2 separate regions of the Canis lupus genome follow, and region 1 is linked to region 2. Evidence: chromatin contacts called from public Hi-C data. All regions are on one chromosome and are shown on one strand. Each heading gives the region's core, a stretch centred on a gene start, on an enhancer-like site or on the middle of the called end of the contact. The rest is flanking DNA. Distances are from core to core; before and after follow the strand shown.

Region 1 (4,171 bases), core at 1,105-3,604, 82 kb after region 2:
CATAAAAGCAGCCCAGAAGAGGTCTGTAGAGCCCAACACAGTGGGACCATCACCTCCTTTAATCGGTGCATATTTCATTTAATGCAGTCCACAGTTGAGCGCCCACTGTCCAATCATGGTTGAAAAACTGTAGGCACAACTGTCTTGTCCTCAGTCAGCCCTACGTGCTTGTTATAAACATTAAGAAGCTGGAAAGGGCAGAGGCCAGTGAGTGAACTGTGTGTAAACCCGTGCGTAGCAAGGTTGGGTGTTTGGGGAGCTCTGGCTGGTGAACGCAGGGAGGGTGGGGAGGGTGGCACACCCAGAGGGGGCACGGATGCCTTCCCTCCCAGATACTCTGCTTGGCTTTCCGGAGTCACATCCCTTATAATGAGGCAGGAAATGGGGATATGGAGTGTTCCTGACTTCTGCGAGCTGTTCCAGTTCGATGGAGCCTGGGGACAGGGGATCAGGGGACTGTCCAGTTTATGGCCCATAGTCAGAAGTGCAGGTGGCCCAGCACTTGTGACTGACCTCAAAATGGGCCAGGTGTGGGGGTCTGAGCTGGTAACCTGTGGGGTCTGCAATAACTGCACATAGTGTCAGAGTGGAACTGAGTGTTTGGACACTCAGTGAGTTTGGACACTGAGTGAGCCTCAGTGTTTGGAGAACCACAGACGTGGGTGTGGGCGCCCGAAACACCCGTTTGGGCAGTGGTGCTGGCCTTTGGGCCCTGACTGGACACTCAGTCTGTGCTTTCGGTTTCTTTGCTTTGCTGCCTCCCCCACAGCAAGTGCTACAGTAAAAAATCAATGAACCACAGATTTTAGCATCTGAAAATCCATCACAAACACTGTAGTTAGTTTCATTTTGGAAATGATAAAACAGACCCCGCCCCCCCCCCGCCCCCCCGCCCCAGAAATCTGTCTCTTGGTTCAGCACTGTCTTCATGACATCATGATTTGTTACCAGGATCTACTCCGTCAGTGCTCTCTGAATCAACCCGCACGCCCTGTAAACTGCTGTCCGGCTGAGAAAGAGCACCAGGCCCTTTCCACTGGTCAGTGGCCTACCTCCACGCGCGTGTGTGCTCACAGCATCTTGGTGCGAATCTGCCAAGTGCACGCATGCATGCACACTCCATGAATTACACGCAAGCACATGCATTTTCCTTTTTCTATAAAGTATCCTTCTGATATTTTGATGATCTTTTATTAATTGGGCAAACAGCCCCTCAGAATAGAGATGAGAACTTCATTACATAAGGAGCATAGCTTCCTAAGTTGGGAGGGCCCTGAGGTAGCAGGAAACCCGCCCTGTAAGGAGCCCTGGTTGCCCCCCCCCCCCCCCCCCCCAGGAGCCTTGGGCTCTCCGGAGCCCTGCGCCCGGCTATGGGCCTCTCCTGTCAAGGTCTAACACGGGTACTGTGGACCGAGGCTGCGCGTTTGCGGCGCTTCCACGCGCTGCGATGTGAAATTCCTTTTTAAAAAATTTTTTGTTTTTTTAAATTTATTTATTTATGATAGTCACAGAGAGAGAGAGAGAGGCAGAGACACAGGCAGAGGGAGAAGCAGGCTCCATGCACCGGGAGCCCGACGTGGGATTCGATCCCGGGTCTCCAGGATCGCGCCCTGGGCCAAAGGCAGGCGCCAAACCCCTGCGCCACCCAGGGATCCCTGAAATTCCTTTTTAGAGAAGGTTCTGGCAAAGTGGCCTAAGGAGTCCGGGTGCCGGCGGCCTGCCCCGGGCGCCGCTAGCGGCTGTGCGGCTCCTGGGGGCGGCCTGCGAGGCCTGGTCCGAAGTCTCCGCTCGCAGGTCTCGGGCTCAGCGCGCTCGGCGCGGCGCGGGCGTCGGGGGCGGGCCCGGAAGGAGCGGGGGCCGCGCAGACGGGGAGGCGGGCCCGGGTGCTGGGTCTCTCTCCAGCCGGGCCTCGGAGCCACCGCGTCGGAAGCCCCGCGGGCGGGCCCTGCAGGGTGGGGGCGAGCGTCCGCGCGGGGCCCGGGGGCTGAGGGGAGGCCCTGGGCGCAAGGCCGGCCTGGGGGGCGTGTGCCCCGGGGGCGGGGTTCCTGGGGGCGGCTCGCAGCCCAGGCGGAGGAGCTGGGCCTTGCCCCGGGCACAGGGCGGGACGCGCCCTCTGCCGGGTCCGCAGTGCCGTGCACGCGCCGGTGCCCCCGCGCCCCGCGCCCCGCGCCCTCCCTGGCCGGGGGCCACCCCTAGACCACGAGCTCCTAGCAGCTGGGCTGTGCACCTCCAGCCCACCCGCTGAGCCCCCCCCACCCCGCTCCTACGTGTTGAGGAGGAGGTTAGCGGGGCCTCATCAGGCAGGCCGTTGGGGTGCGAGAGGGGGAGGTGGCGCAGGGAAGCAGGCAGCGGGGTGCGCGGAGAGGGGCCGTCCTCAAGCGGTGCTGAAACCAGCAGCCTGGGGCACCTGATCCGTGACCGTGATCTCGGGACCTCCAGTTCCAGGTCCGGAAGAACATGAATGTGGGGGTTCAAGCCCTAGAGCCCGAGCCTCTTCCTCCAGCCTCGCAGCCTGCCCGGGGCGTCTCACTCCCCTGGGCGCTCCGGGCTCCGCCTGCTGCCCGCACCTCGGGCCCCCACCTCTGTCTGCTGAAGGTAGTTGTGATGCCTGAGAATGAGTGATGCATGGGTGGGGGGGGGCGCGGGGGTAAGGAGAGGAGAGGGCTGGGGCTCCGGGACTGGTCTGGACTCTGGCACCCCAGTCCCAGCCCCACGAACGTGGCGGGAGGTGGAGCAACCCCCCCCCCCCCAAGCCCATCTTCAGAGGGCACCCTCGGAAAAGCTTGGAAACCAGGAAGTCTGATGCCAACCCTCGTTTAGCAGCAGACCTGACCCAAACAAGGGTGACACCCCCTAAGCTGCTCTCACTAGGTCTTCCCACGGAAGTCCTCATGTTTTGGTCACTGGACAAGGCCCGGCTATCACTGAGAGTATCATAAAAATCTGTGGCTCGGGAATGTACGACCTTTCAAAAGTCCAAAAAGCATCAAATTCCAAAACATGTTTGGCCCCAAGGACTCTGGATAGAGGACCGTGGCCCTGTGCTGCCTCTGGGGTTAACACCAGCCCCACAGCTGTCACCCCAGGAAGACCATGGCAAACACTGATTATCCGGTATATAAATAAACTGCAATTGCCATTTGAAGGGGATGAGAAATAATCCTACACTGAGGAGACGTGTGATTGGAATTAAAACATGTTTATTGATAGACATGCTACAGATGAGAAGTTTATTTCCTCGGCCTACAGAATGTGCTGAGTACAGTTTTTAAAGGAGTGATGAGAAAGTACAGTATTACCATGGAAAATGGCAGTGGTGGGATTTAAAGTCCAATTGGCTTGTTATAAATGGCCTTAAACAACTGGAGAAATCAACAAAAAATGCAATTATGAGAGCAGCAACGATTATTCATTATGACTATCAGCATCACTCCTATAAATACCACGCTAAGGTCGGCTTGCTGACGTGCAGAGGCTAGTCTGTATTGAGCACACCAGCCACGGTCTTCAGTGACTGGTACCTTCTTGGCTACACGAAGGCCCCTGCAAGACCCTTTGGAGCAAGCGGTGTAGGGCGGATACAGTTCCTTCTCCTGGAACAAGACCAAGACCTGGGAGGAGAAACGCACACGAACAGTACGAGGCGCCTGCAGTAGTGCCATGCTAAACACAATCAAGTGTGTAGAACAGGGGATGCCTGGGGGGCTCAGCGGTGGAGCCTCTGCCTCGGGCCCAGGATGTGATCCCAGGATGGAGTCCCGCATCACGCTCCCTGCATGGAGCCTGCTTCTCCCTCTGCCTGTGTCTCTGCCTCTCTCTGTGTCTCTCATGAATAAATAAGTAAAATCTTAAACAAACAAACAAACAAACTGTGGAACAGACTTATTGCTCCTGCTTCTAAAGGCTCCAGAATTTCCCTGTCGCTTGGCAGAAGGGAGGCACCAGGAAGACAGGTGTAGAGAACACGTCTTGGAGGAGCATCGAGTAGCGGCACGCAGGTTTAGTTTAGGCTTTGTGTTTACCTGGGTACTTGCAGGAGGGGCTCTCTGTGATCGGGAGGAAGGTGGGACCATCCAAGTCACATTGAAACCACAGCACTGCTGCCCCGAGTTCCTGGGAAGGGAAGACATCCACACAGGTGAGGCTACCCAGGAAGACCTGGGTGCAAAGC
Region 2 (4,058 bases), core at 945-3,444:
GTTGTTCAAGCCACCCAGTCTGTAGCACTATGCTGTAGCTGACCTAGCAAACCAATGCAGGGTGTAACCCTAAGAAACTGCTACACCAAGCCCAGGATTTACTGAGTAACTACAACTAAACCAGGCTCTTCCTGGTGATATTTTTTTAAACCAGGAGCTCTAAAGGAAAGGTGGTTTTGTTCAATTGATTCTTGTTTAAGAAACAGCGAGAGCATTCATTTAATTTTTACACAGTTCCTTAAGAGTTAAGCCTTGCGTGGAGGAGTTTTGTTCCTTGACGATGCCAAAAGGATGAGATTTTACCGTAAGATAGAATACTTGATCTGTGTTTGGGATCAATAAGTCTTCAACCGAATCAAAGTTTTACCCAGAACAAGGTATATCTGTTGTCTTCCTCAAAGTTGGTAAAACCAATTTTTGTTTCACCGAAATGCTGGTTTGGAAGGCCCTTTGCCGTTCGGCCACTGGATGGCAGGGCAGCACCATCCTTCCTGAGCCTCGCGCTAAAGGAAACAAATTCAGAATACCTGCTCCAGATATTTAGGAAGATCAACTTCAGTCTTCCTTTTTAGCATTAGCTTTTTCTTTTATAAAAGTGGCACATGTTTTTAACTGCAAATCTGAACAACACAGTAACGTATAGAGAATAAAATACAAACTCTCATTATTCTACCCGTCAGAGGCAAACACACTGGCGGTCTTGCTCCTGATATAAAAAGGCTAAAGTGTGGCCCATTCCCAGCATTCTCTGAAACACCTCTGCTCAAGGCTCCCTCTCCTCTCATTTATTATGAATTTCACTCAAACCTAACAGAATCCCAACTCCAATCTAACCCTAACCCCAACCCATAATCCCCTTTTTTAGAAATGTGTTGGCACTGTGGGTGAGCACCAGTGTTCAGAATGCTCACCATAAATACCAATTTTGTGTGTGTGTGTGTGTGTGTGTGTGTGTGTGTGAGAGAGAGAGAGAGAGAGAGAGAGAGAGAGCACAAGCAGGGGAGAAGCAGGCTCCCCACTGAGCCGGGAGCCCAACATAGGGCTTGGTCCCGGGACCCTAGGATTACCACCTGAGCCAAAGGCAGATGCTTACCTGACTGAGCCTCCCAGGCGCCCTAAATACCAAATCTATGACAGGGGCAGCATCAAGTCTTAGTCTTGGTAAGACTGATGAACTCTGCCATTTTTAATTATAGATAAAACACGGACAGCTGAAGAGACATCGCAGAGAAATCAGACTGGTTAAAGAAACAAAATATCCATCACCTTGGGTGGTCAGACACAGGAGGTTTACTTATTTGGGGGTTAAATTGTAAATTTCTATTTTTTAAAATTAAAATACAATAAAACTGCCTTGTTATAGGTTTAGCACATGTATCGATTTGTGTAAATTCCAGCGCAATCAGCATCCAGAGAAGTTCCATCACCCCAAACGACTCCTCCGTCCCTCTGTCATCACACCCTAACGGGCTCTAAAACTATCATTCTCAAGGGGCTTAGTGACTTAGCTGTTCTAACCGCCATGGGATCCGCCCACCAGCCTCTGGTGCACACCTTCTGGCTCCTGCCACCCAGCACCCAGCACCCAGCACGGTCCTGCCTACTTCAACCCAAATCTAGGCGTGTGTTCAGTGCTCCCGTTCAGGACAATCTTTCACCAAGTTCTTATACTGATTTGCAAACTACAGCAATGTCAGTAAACGTATTTAATCCTTAATGATAGAAAGATCCTCAGATCATAAAAAAGAAAAAACAAAAAACCCCACAATCCAACTATACAGAGTTTGAGGCACCCCAAACCAAACAGACCCAAATATATACACAGAAAGTACAGGTTGTGTGCGGACATCATTATTCTCTCAACCTCACCTCCAGGGTCAATCTAACCCCTTCAAGCCCATAAATTGTTTTGAATTTAGGGGCGCCCGGATGGCTCAGCGGGGGAGCGCCTGCCTGGGCTCAGGCCGTGACCCCGGGGTCTCAGGATCGAGTCCTGCATCGGGCTCCCCGCAGGGCGCCTGCTTCTCCCTCTGCCTGGGTCTCTCAGGAATACATTTTTAAAATCTTAAAATAAAATAAAATAAAATAAAATAAAGCATTGAATTGTTTGCTGTCACACCGTATTCCTACTATACCGAGCCTCCCCCGGGGAAGGGCGCTGCTGCAGTCGCCCCAACGGTCCCCGACCCCAGGAGGGGGCGTGGCCAAGACGAGGCCGCCCCGCGCAGGCTCAGTAATTCAGCCCCCGCGAGGGCGCGGGCCTCGGTTCCCATGGTGACAGCGCCCACTTCCGGTGCGTACCTCAGGGCGCCCTGTGCGGCGCGGGGCGGAGTGGCCGAGCGGCAGGTAGGACCCCGACGGCGCGAGGGGCGGGCCGCAGCCGGGAGGTGGCGCTCGGGGTGGCGCGGGGCTGCGGGGAGGTGCTGGGCCCCAAGTTTCTCCAGCGCCTCCCGCCCCCCGGCCCAGCCCAGCGCCCCCGGAACGCAGTCGGGTCTCTCGTTAAGAAGGGTGCGGACCCGGAGACGGAGGGGGTCGCCGCTTAACCAACAACTGCCTCCCAGGAGTCAGCTTAGCTTTAATACATACACAGTTGGGGCGCCTGGGTCAGGGCCTGACCCTGGAGACCCTGGATCGAGTCCCGCATCGGGCCCCCTGCGGGGAGCCTGCCTCTCCCTCTGCCTGTGTCTCTGCCTCTCTCTGTGTCTCTCATGAATAAATAAAATCTTTTTTTAAAAATACATAAGTTTTGTCTCTGGAAAATCATCATTTGGGGTCTAAAGGCCCTTCAGCCTCCCCGACACCGACATCTGGGAGTGCTGCCGCCTCGTGATGCTGTGTGTGTCCCAAAGCCTGAGAAAGGGAACTAGGAAGGCACCTCGAGGCCCCCAGCGTGTGGGATCTCGTGTCTTCTCAGTCTTCTCTCGGCCTCTCCCACTGTTTTTTGTTTTGTTTTGTTTTTTAATTTTATTTATTTATTCATTCATGATACAGAGAAAGAGAGAGAAGCAGAGACACAGGCAGAGGGAGAAGCAGGCTCCATGCAGGGACCCGATCCCGGGTCTCCAGGATCACGCCCTGGGCCGAAGGCAGACGCTAAACCACGGAGCCACCCAGGCGTCCGTCTCTCCCACTGTCTTGTGTGACCGGTTCAGCCCTGCTAGCTGCCCAGCTGAACTTCTCTGCAGACCTGGTGTTGTGCCCAAGATCGCAAACCCGAGAAACCACCGAGGAGCCGACACCGATGCAAACACACGAGGGTTTAGTACAAGCTCGAGCTTGGGTCCAAGTGCACCCGACACAGTGGAGCAGGACTTGGACCCCAAGGCTAAGAGGCGTAGCAGCTTTATAGGGGCCAGTGGCCCATGGGATACGCAGAAAGTTGCACAGTCCTGTCGGTCCACACGCAGGTGGCCGATTGAATTACACCTTACCCTATAGTATCCACTTGAGCTGGCCTATCACTGAGCCGATTTCCGATTAGGGTGTGCCCAGCGGCTTGACCAAGGTGGGGCAGCACCCTAAGCAATAAGCAGGTCATGTGGGGGTCATAGAGGAGGTGGCGGGTGCAGCACAAAACTGAGTTAGTCCTGCTCTGCTTGTCCAGGGGTAGGGGATTTTTGTCAAGTTTCCTGGGTCCCACACCTGGAAATTGGAAGAAAGATGGAGGCCTGGGACTGTGGTCGTATAGGAGACAAAGGCAACACTGTTCACCCTAGAATATTGCTGGGTTCTGCATTCCACCCTAGACTGCTGCTATAAGTACCCTACTTCCTTTGTTTCTGCCTACCGAGTACAAAACTCCAGGCACTACTCCACTCCCACTTCTGCAACTACACAGGTACTGGTTTAGCCCTCCTGCTGTGTACAGCTTGTTGGAAGACCCCAACGGTCACAATTATCCCATGCATGACTGGTGGGAATACAAAATGATGCAGCCACCTTGAAAAACAGCCTTGTCCTTCATTGAGTGTTGAAATATAGAGATGCCATATGATCCAGCAATTCCAGTCTCATGGAGTAATTCCCAACAATAAGGAAAACACGTGTCCATGCAAAAA

The links. Hi-C and Micro-C count contacts between places; a contact is called where the count stands out from the background.
Region 1: a Hi-C map of blood shows a contact between it and region 2, with 4 times the contacts expected there. The contact joins the enhancer-like site here to the promoter of LOC102154687 in region 2. A contact is called at or near these places in 3 of 9 Hi-C or Micro-C datasets (amygdala, blood and liver).

What each region holds. Positions count from the first base shown.
Region 1 is chr7:78,745,182-78,749,352 of UU_Cfam_GSD_1.0, forward strand. No RefSeq gene overlaps it. Among named protein-coding and RNA genes, the nearest start is that of MYO5B, 17 kb to the right of the region's middle. Within about 2 kb of position 2,355, at least 9 of the 20 cell types and tissues checked have an H3K27ac peak or open chromatin away from gene starts, as enhancers often do. A contact at or near this core is called in blood, where this site is marked.
Region 2 is chr7:78,662,869-78,666,926 of UU_Cfam_GSD_1.0, forward strand. It overlaps LOC102154687, which reads right to left and starts at 2,195. Exons shown (of 3, transcript XM_038543941.1): 1 at 1,870-2,195.